5 separate regions of the Mus musculus genome follow, and all the other regions are linked to region 1. A link is a contact called in public ChIA-PET, Hi-C, HiChIP or PLAC-seq and Micro-C data. All regions are on one chromosome and are shown on one strand. Each heading gives the region's core, a stretch centred on a gene start, on an enhancer-like site or on the middle of the called end of the contact. The rest is flanking DNA. Distances are from core to core; before and after follow the strand shown. Region 1 holds the start of Mgat5 (mannoside acetylglucosaminyltransferase 5). Region 2 overlaps Tmem163 (transmembrane protein 163). Region 3 overlaps Tmem163 (transmembrane protein 163). Region 4 overlaps Mgat5 (mannoside acetylglucosaminyltransferase 5). Region 5 holds the start of Tmem163 (transmembrane protein 163).

Region 1 (2,843 bases), core at 253-2,752:
GTTTCCAGAAAAGCTCATCCTGTGCACCCCAATTTCCTCGGTGTCCTTGGACCCCACTTGGACTGTCTCTGACACCTGGAAGCTCTTCTGATCCAGAAGTAGCCCAGCCTCTTCCTCCAGGTGGATGTTAAAGAAGGGCTGATTTCATTTGTGTACATTCCCAGGGTGCTCCAAGCAGGAGACAACACCACAGGTGTGTTCTATGAAGGACCTGGGTGTCAAGAGCTCTTACTCACTGGCTGTGTAGCCGAGAGGGCTACTTCACAAAACGCAGAAGAGGAACTAAATTGTTTCTAGTGTTAAAAAAAAAAATCCAAAATTCTATAATCCCCAGGTTTAAAATAATTCTGCCGGGGATGTGGAGGGGGGCAAGTTAGGGTGAAATTAGCCTAAGAACGGAGCTGTGAAACAAGGTTGAAGAAATTCTGCAGGATAAACCCTTCTACTGTAACTGGATATAGCGATGGCTCACAGGAGCAGAACTTCCTGTCATTTACACCCCGGGTAATCCATCAGTCCACCCTCCTTCCATTCCAGACAACACTTAACCAGGATCTATAATGCTCCGTGATGTAAATGCACGGCCAGCTCCCTGGAGGGTGGCCGATTGAATATTGCTTGCTAGTCAGTGTTTCATTGTGGTGCCCTCAGGGCAGGAGATGTGTTTTATTTCTGTTTGAATTTACAAGAGTACGGTGTTAAGCTGTCCAGGCTGCTCATAAAACGCAGACTGAGCAGAGAAAAAGAAGCACATTAGAAAAATTGTGTGCCTACTGTGTACCAGTCACTGCCAAACCCTTTACAAATATTTCATTACATTTTCACAATAATGTCATGGAGCAGCCGTTATTGCCCTCATTAATAGAGCCGCTAAGAGGATCCGGATAAATGACTTGCTCAGGGTCACCAAAGCCAAGGGTGTGATGCTTGTAATTCCTGTACTCAGGAGATGGAGGCAAGAAGATCCAGAGTTCGAGGGTATGCTCTGTTAAAAGCAAGTTCATCGAGGCCAGTCTGGGTTAGGTAAGACTGCACCACCCCCCCCCCCCCCCATCACAAAATAAACAAATACAAATCTGTTCAGTTAAAAAAAAAAAGACACGGGACAGAAATTCCTACTGTTTTTGCCAATCTACTCTATAAAGTATAAAAATGGAGCTCAGGGCGTTTGTTAAAAGTTGGCAAGACCCCCTAAACAGTTGAGCCCGCCATCTCCTCCCCACTGGTTTCACTCCTGAAAGGTCCCTGTCCTGAGGAGGCCCAGAGACCATCACTCTGGAGAATGCACTGTATGTAACAGTAATTGTACCCTGCCCCTGACCTTGCTAGAGTATTATTTACTCAGCTCCCTCGGTCTAGCTCTCTGCCTGTTTCTCCTTGGGCTGCGGAATGGAGCGGCTTCAAGTCCTCCTGTACAGGGTCTAGAGTTTGCAGACGATCCCCGAGAAGCCGAGGCGTTCCGAATTGGCTGAGCGCTCTGCCGGGGTGGGCGGGGAATTTGCGGAACGTCCGTGGCCCGGAATCCCTTTGCCTTGGAGAGCGGCGCGAGCCTAGAAGCTGAGAGAAGTTGGGTAGGTCGATCCGGGAAGGGTAGCAGAAACCTCGAAAAGATCTCCTAACCATTCTGTCCTGATCGTTTGGACTCAGGAGGAACGTCCCTGCTTGCGTCTAGGGGCGGAAGGTGGACGCGCTGCGCACGGCCCCGACAGGGCTGGTAGTTTTCAGACCGTCCCTGCCGAGGCCCGCTCGCCCGGCAGCCCTGCGGCTCCCGCGGTGGCGGCGGCGGCCCCAGGCTCGATCTAGCCCAGGTAGCCGCATCTCAGTCTCAGGGGGCGCTCTGACCCCGCTCCTGGCTGTGCCTGGGACCTCTGTTCCTGGAGCAAGGCTGCTGGAGAGTGAACCCGACTGCTACTGATGGTGCTTCTGCTGCTCCCCTACTAGCAGGTAAGAGCTGCTGCAGGGTCGAGCGATCGATTCAGAAGCTCGCCATCCCCCTTCGGGGAGATGCACGGACTGTGGATCGCGGGGGGACGCGTGGGGGATGTTAGGGGAGATGAGGCAGCCCTTATCCGGCCCAACGCTGACACCGGGGGCTGCGTGGGTGGATGTTCTGGCCGTGTTTGATTTGGGACGGGGGTGGGAACCCCAGAGTACAACCGAGGGACCCGCTTGGAGGGTCCACCACCTGCTCAGAGGCATCCCCTCTCATGGGACCCCGAAGATCTTCTCTAGCCTCTGAGGCTTTTAGGCTTCCAAGGAACTGTCCAGAAGGGGCTCGGGTGGCGTGGGCTGGAGGCGAGAAGCTGAGATTGGCATTTTGGACGCTGGGACCGCGATGAAACCAGAAACCAGGATGCCAGCGTGGGCCGGGCTAGGGTCCTGGGGATCCGAGAGCTCAGCGTGAGATGTGCCTTGAGCCAGTTGGAAGGAAGAATGAAGAGTGGGACCCCAGGTCCCTGGGGAGAAGGGATATAAAGATCCAAAGCTCCAGGCTGAAAGGTCAAGAAGACCCTTCGTAACCTAGAGAGCCTTAGGGACAGCCCGCCCCGGCCGCGATCCTGCCGGCGTGCACCCACGACTGGGAGATGGCAGAGGCTGCGGGATGTAAGGGCGACACCCGCGTACACACTCCCCCAGAGCATGCTCAGTGCGGTCCTGGGAACTTCCTGCCGAGTCGCCAGGCCAGCCTCTTTGGTCCCCTTTGGGGCCGCAGCTCGCTAAATTGGGGGTAGGGGGTGTGCGAGTGGGGAATCTCTGTACCCTCTTGTTCACCCTTTCTCGTCCCTCGGCCTCTGCCTGGCCTGTGACGGGCACCAGGGTTCTGCTTTCCAGAGCCACTCTGG
Region 2 (2,833 bases), core at 314-2,813, 430 kb after region 1:
TGTCTTTAAAAAAAAAAAAAAAAAAAAGCCCTGACTTGCAGCATGCACCAGTTTCCATGATGGACTCAGCTCACTGTCAATTCCAAGCCACTAGCTTGAAATGAACCAGGTTGTAAAATAGTATTAGTAATAATAATAATAATCCCTAAATTTGAGCAACCAGTTTGTCTGAGTCAACCCACTGCAATTCACTAAGTGGTAGCCTTCTCTTGCTAAAAAGAAAGTCATTATAAAAATATTCAGATCCCTGAATCTTTACTCCTTCTTATGGATACAGCATCACCCTTTTGTGTGTTCTCCTTAAGGGATGTGTTCTCAATGGGTAATAGATTAACTGCAGGGGATAGATGGATGGGTGGGTGGATGGACAGACAGACAGACAGGCAGACAGATACATAGGCACAGATATAGATATATGCATGCAATGGGCATATAAATTTATATCCAAATATATCTTGTTCTGGTTGCTTAATTCAGATATCACACAGAGAATGGATTTAAAGTATACAATTCAATAAGATTTTTCATGAATTCAGAATTTTACAACTGTCACCGCATTGAACATCAGAATGCTGTTGGCACCCCTAAAAGAAGATCTCTACCTCTTAGAAGTCACTTCTCATGGGTACCAACATTTCCAGTCCCAGGCAACTGTTAATTTTCTTTTCCCTGCTACATATTTGCTGCCTGTTGTGAATTAGTCACATAAAGCGAATCACACAACATCATATACATCATATATATGTATGTGTGTGTGTGTATATACAGAGAGAGAGAGAGAGAGAGAGAGAGAGAGAGAGAGAGAGAGAGAGAGAGAGAGAGAGAGAGAGAGAGAGAAGAGGCTGGAAAGAAAACTCAGTGACTAAAGTACATGAGGACCTGTACAGGTATGGAGGCTATCCCAGGGACAGAGGATCCCTAAGACTCTCTGCCAAGCCAACAGTACATGACTGGTAAGCTCCAAATTTAATGAGAGATTCTGTCTCAAAACAAGATAGACAGTACCTGAGGAGTGACACTTGAAGTTGACCTCTGGCTTCCATATGTGCAAGTATGTGTTCAAATACACACAGGGATACACAAAGACACATAAACACACACATACACAGAGAGAAATGGACACACATGCAAGAAGAAAGATAGATAGACAGATGTATAGACACACACAGAGACATAGACAACACACAGTGCATATGGATCCTGTAAAGCAGTCCTAAATGAGGACATTAATTATTCTCCTATTATCTTATTGAACCAGCTGATAAAGGGCAAATAAAACATAAAGATGAATATATCTCTACAATGTGCCTGCAATTTTTCTTTTTCAGTTCTTCCAAGATAGCATTTTAAGCAGACACAGAGATGGGAAATGACATTAAAATGTCCACTTTCAAACAGTAGAACTTTTAATCACTTCAGCAGCGAGCCTGCTCCCCTTTCCCTTCTGTGGACAGTGTCACTTTGGCTAGAAGAATGAGCTTTGAAGATGATTAATATCCGGAGGGTGGTACAGAGGAAAAGACCAACACCCAGACACCACAGAAAGAGCTATTTTTAAAGGTGTCTGTGAAGTGACAGTGACTGATCTTGGGATTGTCACCCTCAGCACAAAGCCTCACTTCTAGGAAACATGCCCCAGCAGAAAGCTCATTGCCCTGCATGTAGAAAGGAGTGAGGGCCAGGGACCAAGGGTGGGGGTGGCCTTCTGAACTGAAAAGCAACTACTGGCTTTCCATATAAGTTGAGTTTTTTAAGTTCCACCATGTAATAACTTTTGTTATTTCCTGTTTGTGAGCAAACAGGAAAGAGCTAATTTCATCTTAAGGTAGAGGAACAGTTTAAATGTGTGAAAGATCTTTTGTAATGAAATCATCTAAAGCCAACAGAATACAAAACCGTATTTGTGATATGGCCATCATGTTTCTTAGAGTAGACTTCAAAATTTGTTGAAATGAACAAGAAATATTAAAATGGCTCTGCCTGGGATATGAAAGAATGGAAGAAGAGCATCCCCTTTCCCATAGCATGTTTAATTTTATAATTTAATTATGTAATAAGTACCCATGTTAGCTGACTTTCTTAATGCTGTGCCAGACATTTAACAGAAGCATCTTAAGGGAGGGAGGGCTTATTTGGGGTGACAGTCAGAGGGGACAGCTTGCTGTGACATGGAAAGCAGGCAGCAGGAGCATGAGGCAGCTGGTCACATGACATCTACAGTCAAGAAGCAGAAAGAGATGGATGCTGGTGCTCAGCTCACTGTCTCTGGCTTCGTTCAGTCCAGGACCCCAGTCTATGGACCAAATGCCCACATTTAGGGTGTGTCTTCCCTCTTCAGTTAAACCTGTCTAGAAACAGATACACCAAGGATTGTGTTTCCATCATGATTTTTAAATCCAGCCAAGCTGACAAGGAAGATTCACCAACTTGGTAACTAAATCAATCTATCGTCACCGTTTTAGCAACCTCACCCTGTGTCTCGGGTTCTCAAGGCACATGGATGGCACAGCAGTCCCCTGAGTCTCTGGAGACCCAGGAAGGAAGGGACTCACGAGGCTGTAGTTGGGGAACAGTTTAACCCAGGAAAGTGACTCTGGGACCCACCCTCCTTTCAGGGGTCATACTTCCCAACCCCCACAACAGAACATGATAAGACCCCAGGCCACCTGTGACACTCTCTATCTCACAGCTTTTTTTTCTGGTTTTGGTAAAGCAGATTAAGCACAGCTAATTGATTATTTTCAGCTCCAGTATGTCCATTTTCCATGACTGCAATGGGCTATTCAAAACCATCTTTAACATATCTGCCCCCGGCCCTAGTGACAAAGGCTTT
Region 3 (2,700 bases), core at 86-2,585, 300 kb after region 1:
CACAGGACTAAGAGGGTCATGACTAGTAATATCCTGCCTCCCAAGTGTACCTAGTGACTAAGGTTTTCAAGCATTATTACTCTATTTTATTTTATTTTATTTTATTTTATTTTATTTTACTTTATTTTTCTGAGACAGGGTTCATGCAGACCAGGCTAGCCTCAAACTCACTATAAAACAAGGGATGCCCCTGAACTCTAATCTTTTGGCTTCCATCTCTGGGATTGTCAGTAGGTGCCATCCTGTATGTTTTTTTATTGAGGTATAATTAATGTACATTTAATACAAAGATTACAAGGCTCGAAAGCTGGCTTAGTGGGTAGTTGGCGCTTGCTGCCAAGCCGAACCCTCTCCGAACTCAGTCCCAGCCCCATGAGAAAAGGAAAGGTCTGACTCCTGTAAGCTATCCTCTGATCTCCACACTCTCACAGTGGCGTGCACGCCCCTACACTAAAAATATTAAGCTATAATAAAACATTTGAACATAGATATTAGAGATTGACTCTTATTGTGACAGTAGTAAAACATAAATAAACCAACCAAAAAAAACCCAGAAAGTTCTCTCCCCCAGACACCCAGCAAGCTCCCTCATACCCTCACTTAACCCCACACAGTTGCTTTATGACTTCACGCACATATATTAATCCCTCCTGTCCTTGGATTTTATACAGTTGGCCACACAGTATGCGTGTTTCCATCAGAATTCTTTTATCATGTTCTGAGGCTCATACATGTTGCTGCAAGCTTCAGCCCCTTCTCCTGCGTGGTCTGATGTTTATTCTACTGGTCTCAGCACCTTCCAAAAAAAAGTTGGGGTTTTGGTTTTGGTTTTGGTTTTGGTTTTTTATAATTACATCTATGCTGCTTGTGCTTAAAGCACTTTTTCCCCATTTAGGTTCCCAGTGGAGAAATTGTTACTTCATGGAGCTAACAAATAGAAGGGCAGCCAAGAGGGCCTGTATTGGGATTCTCTAGAGAAGGGTAATGAGCGAGGGCACGCGCACGCACGCGCAGTTGATTAATCAAATTGCCGGCAGCCAGTCCAAGGGTGACCATCTGCACCTTTGTAAAGCTGAGAACCCAGTAGCTGAGCAGTCCATGAGGCCAGGTGACTCAGCAGTCCCTGTCTGGTGCTAAAGAAGCCCTGGAGGACTCCTGAAGAGCTGCGGGGCTTCAGCCTACAGTGGAAAGCTGAAGAAACTGGGTTCTGATGGTGGGGAAGGACGGTGGCAGGAGATTCATTTAACAGTAACAAGTGAAGGCCACCTGGGAGGCGGCACCACCCATTCTGAGACAGGGTCCTTTGTCTCAGTTAACCCTTCCTGGAAATTCCCTCACAGACCCACCCAAAGGTCAATTCCAGCTACAAGCCATCTGGCAATCAAGATTTAACCTCACAAGGTCTAATGCTGTCCCCTTATTTAGGAGACCAGGAGGTAAAGTCAGAGAGAAAAGAGCAAAGGTGGAGGCTTAGCTGTGCTTCCTCCATTGGGAGCTACAACAGACTCTTAGAAAGCTAGTCCAATCACAGAGTGAGATCTTGGCCATCAGGATATGTCCATGAAAATGTGCCTCTTCCAACTTGCTGGCTAATATGGAACATCACCCTCTCTCAGCATCCCACTCCCCCAAGATCCCTCCCATCAACACACAGGGTAAGGACATCTGATTGCATCTTCTCCATGACTTTCATCCATTCATATACTTCCATACATAGTAAAACATGGCCAACCTTTTGACATTGTAACACCATCTGTCATCTACAAAGTCCAAGCTGGAAAAAACACACAACGGAGTTAAAAAGGGAGGGAGGGAGGGAGGGAGAAAGGGAGGAAGGGAGAGAGAGAGAGAGAGAGAGAGAGAGGTGGGAGAGAGAGAGAGAGAGAGAGAGAGAGAGGAAAAATCTCATAATGTTTTAAGTGAGTAGAGTTTTATGTGGCCGCATTCATAGCTATCCTGTGGCACAGGCATGAGTTGCCAGGCACGCCAAGCAGCTGTTTCTAGCATCACCTTGCTGAGTCTCTCTGCAGTCCCAGGCACCACTCCTGTTTTCCCCAGACAGCTGCATCTCTGAGCCTTTGTATTCATGCCGCTGCTCACAGGAAAACCTTGTGTCAAAATGAAATTATTTCAATAGTGTGTGCCAGTTGTCACCTCCCATGCGGGGCTTATTCTTTATAGGAGGTGACAGTAACAGTTGCAACACTGGGACACGATGAACTATAGCTACTAACATCAGATGGAGGCCGGATCTGCCACCCTTCCCCTGTTGACCCCCGCTTTCCTGTTCATAGGATGTGAGATGGTGAGAGGGGACTCTGGAGGCTCGCTTGCTTATGCCTGCAAAAAGGCGTCCTTTGCCTTCCTAATGAGGACAGATTTCAAACCGTTCCGACACTGCATGTGTCAGAGTGCCACCAGGGCGATGCTGGTGCCGGCTGAATAATGCATGAGAATCGATTTATGGCCCCAGGTGAAATTAAAACAGTCATTCTCATCTTCAGAACTTTTCGTCACCACCCTCCCCCGCCCCCTCAGATGTGTGGAAATCACACTAAGCACAAGCCTCATCCCTCCCCCACCCCCAGTGATTAAATTATATATTGACAAATTACTCTGTGCTCCCATTCGAAGGCCTGGAATTTTGTAAGTTAGCATCAGACCATGTGGAAGTCAGGATGTTGAACACTGATGCCTGGA
Region 4 (2,797 bases), core at 147-2,646, 270 kb after region 1:
GTTCACCTAGGAACAGCTGTCTGAGCTCTTTGTTATGACACTGTTCTATTTCCAAATGGGCTTCAAAAGTTCAAGACATCACTCTATTTTTTTTTTTCTATCTGCCTGTTAGAAGGTTTTGTTTGCTACAGGGAGGACAAGAACGCTTCATCTCCTGTTTAAGTTCAACTTGACTTGACGTGTAAAGACAGAATGCCTTGTCTAGCCCACACCTTTATCTGAGCAGCTGTGCATCTATGAAACTAAGAGGCAGCATGTCTTCTGTCTTACAGCTGACATCCCAGCATCCTTACGCAGAAGTCTTCATCGGCCGGCCACACGTCTGGACTGTGGATCTCAATAACCGAGAGGAAGTAGAAGATGCAGTAAAAGCCATCTTAAACCAGAAGGTTGCTGTTTGTTTGTTTGTTTGTTTGTTTGTTTGTTTGTTTGTTTGTTTTGTCTGTTTTTCCACCTGCCTGCATTTGACCTGTGCCCTGGAACACATGTGGGACATTGCAGTCCCTTGCTGTCAGTAAACAGAGCAGACCATAGCCTAGCCATAGCATCTGGCCTGAGGATTTTGAGGAGGCTCTGGGAGATACAAAACAGCTGGTGGCAGATGTGGGCTTGGGTCTCAGACCCTGCTGACAGGCCTTTTAGGCTCATGGGTCCCAGGCATGAAGAGAGCGGCTAGAGTCATACATGTTCACATGATCTAATCCTGTCCTTGGAGAGATCTGTAGAAAATTGGTAGCTTATCCTACCTAACCCAAAAGGGTAAAAGTTATAAAGTAGGGTGTGTATGTGTGTGCATTTACATGTTTCTGTGAACTTGGGTGTGTTACACATGCATTCACATGTGTGTGAGTTCTCTGTTGCTCTCCACTGTATTTTTCTTGAGACTTGTATTTTTCACTAAGTCTCAAGCACATTGGCCTGGCAGGCTGGCCAGTGAGCTCTAGCGATCCACCTGTCTCCACCTCCAGCAGCAAAATTGCAGACATGCCCCACCCATGAGACACTTGGGGCCACAGATCTGAAGTTGGTCATTATCCCCAGTCTCATAGTTTTCTACAGAGTATGGTCTCTTTTTCTACCTAAACATGAGGTAGAATCTTGTTAAAGTAACCATTCTAGACGTATCTGATCAGTTTAAAAAGCATTGCTTAAATGCCTTTTGTATACAGGGCACTCTCCAAGTCATTCTGGGAAGACAGGGGATGTCTGTGCCCACCATAGATTGAGCTGCCCCCCAAACGTCTGCCTCCATAGGGAGTCTGCCATCCTGTGGGAGTTTAGTTTGCCCAGGACTGCTTTGGAAACTCTGAGGCACAGCCTCCCTGCCTTCTCCTCTCAAGCACCTTCCCCTTTGGTTATTTCCTGTTTGTGTAAGTGAGCTGTGAGGCGATCCGTAAACACAGACTCAAGAAGGAACTACTAACGGTGGTCCTCTGCCCCATCACCAACAATGCCGTGGGCTCCATATAGATGGACTGCTGGTGACTTCCTCTGACATGTGATCTCCACTTCCTGTTATGTAATGCAGAGGACACAGGTGTCAGGGTGCCAGCTGATGCCATGTAGCAGAGCCCAGTGCCATCTTTCCTGCCCTTCCCTCAGATGCCTCAGTGGCCATCAGAATGCTTCCTTCATCCCATGATCTTCTCCCTGTCCCCCTTCCATGATATTTAAGCTCCTGTATAGAAATCACAGGGCTATTGTGAAGCCATAAACCACACTGTACCTTGTCTCTCCAGCTCCCAATCCCAAGCTTCGGTTCTCTCGTATTTTCATATCATAACTCGCCCTCTGGACTAAGGCTGATCCGCAGCTGGAAGAATACTTGCCTAGCATGCACAAGTCCTAGGTTCCATCCCCAGTACCAAATAAGCCAGATATAATACCACATGTCTGATTCTAGCATCCAGGAGGTGGAGACAGGAGGATCAGAAGTTCAAGGTCACCCTCACCTATATAGCAAGGCTACCAGCTTAGACTATATAAGACATTTTCTCAGAGTAAAAGAAGTTCAGCCCTCCTAAGGCCTCTAGCTGAGCTCCATGGTCTTGGCACTTCATCCCTTTGGTTTGTAGCGTGAGTTCTTTGGATACATTCCCACCTCAACCACTACTGCAGACCAGCCCTTTCTCTCTCTATGCGTCCCTCAGAGCAGCGACCATGTCTTCATTCACCTGATGTTTGCTAAATCCCTGCACTCTGCCCAGCCCTGGGGTGCTGGTGATCCACAGCCATAAGCTTTATCCCACATGGTCCACCTACTAGCAAGTGGTAATGTCCACCCTTTTGAAGCCCTACTATGTGCTTGACACTATCCAAGCAGTTTCCCATGTACCTTCGCCACAGCTTAACAGAGAACAGTTAACGACTTAACACAGCTTCTTCTTGCAACTTGTTTACACATCAGGTACCTAAGACTTTGGGGAAGGGAGTTTGTTCAGGGTCTAGAGAGGAGCACAATGGGGCCTGAGCCCAGTCTGTCCAGTTCCAGGTCTGTCTGTAGTTTTAACGCTCCTGTGTGAGAACTAGTAAGTACCTCGTGTCCCATGTCCCCTTTCACAGTGCCCTGTTGTTTCTGCAGATTGAGCCGTATATGCCATATGAGTTCACATGTGAAGGCATGCTGCAGAGAATCAACGCTTTCATTGAAAAACAGGTAAGGCCTTCCAAAGTGTGTGTGTGTGTGTGTGTTTGCACGTGCGTGCTATGTCCCACTTCCTGTTTCCCAGCCCTCACTTGGTGCACTTCTCTGGTTAGTTGCCTGCTTTGGAAAACTTCACGTGACTCCATGACAACT
Region 5 (2,797 bases), core at 278-2,777, 470 kb after region 1:
CAGATGAAAGCTTCCAAGAAAAAAGGAAAAAAAAATGAATAGAGGTGTACAGAGTCGGCTGCCTGAGAAAAGACCGTGCTGCAGAGACCCCCAAATCCGCCAGCAACGGTTTCAGCAGCACCGTTGATAGTTTTCGAGGGGGGCCAATTAAGAAGCAGCAAGAAAGGGGAATGGTGTAGATGCGGTCGTCTTCGCAAAGAACCCAAGCTGAAGGCCGCTAGAGCAGGATGGGGAAGGAGAGCCAGGTGGGGGAATGAGGGATCCCTAACGTTCGACGCAGCCCCACTAAGGAGACAGTGGTTGTAAGCGGGAGATGGTGATGCCTTCCAGGGGACGCACCGGGTACAAGGCCAGCGTCCAAGGAAGGACTCAGAGCTGGACACACTCTCTCCAGGAAGTATCAGCGCGGATAGCATCTGTGCAGATCAGGTTGGTAGCCAGACCCCAAACATCCTAACCTCTCTGCCAGCACCCTCACACTATGGGGCGGTGACCGCTGTGACCCAGGATCCAGGGAGCTTCGGCCCCACGCACGTCCAGAGGCTAAGGGGACCCTAGCTGTCACCCTACCGGGTGCTCTGCCACTAACCAAAAAAATTAATTAATAATAATAATAACTTTCCCCGGGTGGCTGGGCTTGCGCAGCGGGATGCTTTGGAACCCACATCTCCCAGCACCGAGAGGAATCCCTTGGTCCCCCGTAAGACACTAAGAACCCTGTCTGCAAACTTTTCCCGCGAGCACCGGAGAAGGCTGGCCTAAGCACCCTCCGAGATCGGAAAACTGAAAGAGGCTCTCGGGAGGCACCGCTGCCCGACCCTCATGGATCCCGAAAGGTGGAATAGTCGCTTCCGCTCTTTGCACCAAGCTCCGCAAATAGGGGACAGGTGGCTTGAGAGGGGCGGAGAGGAAGGAGCGCGGGGCGGTGGTAGCTCACCTCGGTCTTCCAACCCGTCGCTGAACTGGCCGCTCTCGCTGATCCGTGGCTGCCTTTCCTCATCAGACTGCACAGAGGAGCTCATCGGAGCCGGGCTGGGGGCGGGGGCGGCGGTCGAGGGCGCGTGGCCCCGCGGTGGCGGCCGCGGGACTCCGGGGCCAGGGGGGCTGCGGCGCTCGCTGCCCAGAGCCGGCTCCATGGCGCCGGGGCTGCAGATCCCCCGAGGCGAAGCCGACCACGATGGAGACACGAAGTCCAAAGTGCCAGAGACCGAGGGCACCGAGAGAGAGCTTCGCCCGTACCGCGGTGAGCGGCAGGTCCGCCGCTAGCACACCGAGTGGCGGAGGCTGGTGCCGCGCTGTCGCCGCTGCGCTCCGCCCCCGGGGGCAGGTGCGGGCGGCAGGGACCCGCCCCGAGGCGCTAAGCCCGGGCACTGGTATCGATGCACCCAGGCGAGTGGAGAGGGAGGGCCCCGGACGGTCCAGACGCGTGGAAGCTGAGGGAACTGTTAGGGGGCGTGGGGACCAGCCTGCGGGTAGCGCAGGGCTGGGTGAGGGCGTGACGGAGGACGCGCCCCCCACTCACGTCGCGGATTGGTGCCCAGGAGGGACCCTTCCACCCTAATTACTCTGCAGTCCTCGGAGCCTGTGGCCGCGCGTGGGCAGGAGAGAGGGCATCGCAGCTCATCCGGCCTTTTTTCTCTCCCGGAGCCACACAGGCTACAAGGATTGCACCTTGTCCCCGCCTGCCCAAGCAGGCACCAGGATTCACCTGTTCCCCAGCCTCTGGATCTGCTGCCCTTAAATGGCTTTAACTCTCATCTCAGTTTCTCTCTTGCACCAACTTAGATTGAGGTGCTGCTGGAACCGTGGCTTGTCCCCCCCTCCCCCAGACCTCCCATTACGACTATCCTTGGGCCTTTCCCATCCATCTGTCAACCTCTCTAAGCGTTCAGGATCCGTCCCCTTGCTGCGGATGCTCACCCCTGTTCTTCATCTCTGACCATAACAACTTCCCACACTTGGGCAGTGAGCCTGGTCTCCCCAGCGAAGCTGCAACCTGGTCCACAGGGCCGGCTGGGGAAGACCCACAGGCGAACCGGCCGCCTAACGGATTGGGGACCCGATTGATTGCATTTACATCCGAGCTCTAGAGAGTCTAGATTTTATCAATAGGTTGGTATCAGTCTCTAAATTTCATCTGAGTACTCTAACATGCCAATTCCTTCATTTAAAGGAATCCACCCTGTTTTCTTTTGAGAGTAACCGGTTTCCTTTCTTGGTTTCCGCTCTGCCAGGGAACATAGAAGTCAGGATATGATTTAAATGTCTCTGTGGGGTTCCAGAGATGAGAAGGGAGTCACATTTTGTTGGGATCAGATCTGAGTGATCTCGGCTCCAGTTCGGTCTTCCGTTGTGTTTTTTTTAAACAATAATTTCAACTGTAAACTGAAAGCATCGAACTAGGTCATTTCAACACTCCTTTTTTTTTTTTCCTATGAAGAAAATGAAATTTTCAACAGCCCCTTCTTTTCTTTAAAGAAAATTAAACGCCATGTTCACTGGGCTTAAGACACACACACACACACACACACACACACACACAGAGAGAGAGAGAGAGAGAGAGAGAGAGAGAGAGAGAGAGAGAGAGTTTTTACCACTGATCCTGACGCTGTTCTTGGTACAAATGCTTCACATGTACAGAGCCCTCCGTCCTCTCGCATCCTGGATTGTGGGGGTTGTTTTTTGTTTTGTTTTTGTTTTCCTTTTTCTTTTTTCTTTTTTGTTCCAGATGATTCCATTGGCTGCCCTCTCAACGGTAGTCAAAGAATCACCCCAAGAACAAAAATATCCAGGCCTT

What was found. Hi-C and Micro-C count contacts between places; a contact is called where the count stands out from the background. ChIA-PET counts read pairs in DNA pulled down with a chosen protein or histone mark. HiChIP or PLAC-seq counts read pairs in DNA pulled down with a chosen protein or histone mark.
Region 2: a contact with region 1 is called in an RNA polymerase II ChIA-PET map of memory CD8 T cells, with 18 read pairs. The contact joins the enhancer-like site here to the promoter of Mgat5 in region 1. A contact is called at or near these places in 6 of 115 datasets of contacts at active chromatin or transcription factors (CD8 T cells, bone marrow-derived macrophages, effector CD8 T cells and 3 more).
Region 3: a contact with region 1 is called in an H3K4me3 HiChIP or PLAC-seq map of embryonic stem cells, with 9 read pairs. The contact joins the enhancer-like site here to the promoter of Mgat5 in region 1. A contact is called at or near these places in 1 of 39 promoter capture datasets (the 3T3-L1 cell line), 1 of 115 datasets of contacts at active chromatin or transcription factors (embryonic stem cells) and 1 of 9 other capture datasets (adipose tissue).
Region 4: a Hi-C map of B cells shows a contact between it and region 1, with 2.8 times the contacts expected there. The contact joins the enhancer-like site here to the promoter of Mgat5 in region 1. A contact is called at or near these places in 15 of 39 promoter capture datasets (the 3T3-L1 cell line, 3T3-L1-derived adipocytes, the C10 cell line and 9 more), 4 of 15 datasets of contacts at CTCF or cohesin (the NIH/3T3 cell line, large pre-B cells and pro-B cells), 80 of 484 Hi-C or Micro-C datasets (3T3-L1-derived adipocytes, the 63-12 cell line, the AML12 cell line and 64 more), 46 of 115 datasets of contacts at active chromatin or transcription factors (the 230-238 cell line, CD8 T cells, the NIH/3T3 cell line and 31 more) and 5 of 9 other capture datasets (adipose tissue, embryonic stem cells, liver and 2 more).
Region 5: a Micro-C map of embryonic stem cells shows a contact between it and region 1, with 1.6 times the contacts expected there. The contact joins the promoter of Tmem163 here to the promoter of Mgat5 in region 1. A contact is called at or near these places in 3 of 39 promoter capture datasets (embryonic stem cells, liver and pre-B cells), 16 of 484 Hi-C or Micro-C datasets (B cells, the C2C12 cell line, CD4 T cells and 9 more), 7 of 115 datasets of contacts at active chromatin or transcription factors (T-cell acute lymphoblastic leukemia, bone marrow-derived macrophages, effector CD8 T cells and 4 more) and 4 of 9 other capture datasets (adipose tissue, embryonic stem cells, liver and 1 more).

What each region holds. Positions count from the first base shown.
Region 1 is chr1:127,203,484-127,206,326 of GRCm38.p6, forward strand. Mgat5 (mannoside acetylglucosaminyltransferase 5) reads left to right here and starts at 1,503. Exons shown (of 18, transcript NM_145128.3): 1 at 1,503-1,944.
Region 2 is chr1:127,636,553-127,639,385 of GRCm38.p6, forward strand. All of the region lies in intron 2 of Tmem163 (transmembrane protein 163), which reads right to left. Among named protein-coding and RNA genes, the nearest start is that of Tmem163, 40 kb to the right of the region's middle. Within about 2 kb of position 1,564, at least 20 of the 459 cell types and tissues checked have an H3K27ac peak or open chromatin away from gene starts, as enhancers often do. A contact at or near this core is called in CD8 T cells, effector CD8 T cells and memory CD8 T cells, where this site is marked.
Region 3 is chr1:127,506,181-127,508,880 of GRCm38.p6, forward strand. All of the region lies in intron 5 of Tmem163 (transmembrane protein 163), which reads right to left. Among named protein-coding and RNA genes, the nearest start is that of Gm41947, 28 kb to the left of the region's middle. Within about 2 kb of position 1,336, at least 13 of the 459 cell types and tissues checked have an H3K27ac peak or open chromatin away from gene starts, as enhancers often do. A contact at or near this core is called in embryonic stem cells, where this site is marked.
Region 4 is chr1:127,468,920-127,471,716 of GRCm38.p6, forward strand. It overlaps Mgat5 (mannoside acetylglucosaminyltransferase 5), which reads left to right. Exons shown (of 18, transcript NM_145128.3): 15 at 273-389; 16 at 2,582-2,656. All of the region lies in intron 1 of Gm41947 (a long non-coding RNA gene), which reads right to left. Among named protein-coding and RNA genes, the nearest start is that of Gm41947, 9.2 kb to the right of the region's middle. Within about 2 kb of position 1,397, at least 20 of the 459 cell types and tissues checked have an H3K27ac peak or open chromatin away from gene starts, as enhancers often do. A contact at or near this core is called in B cells, acute myeloid leukemia, centrocytes and 3 more, where this site is marked.
Region 5 is chr1:127,676,494-127,679,290 of GRCm38.p6, forward strand. Tmem163 (transmembrane protein 163) reads right to left here and starts at 1,528. Exons shown (of 8, transcript NM_028135.2): 1 at 938-1,528. The coding sequence starts at 1,136.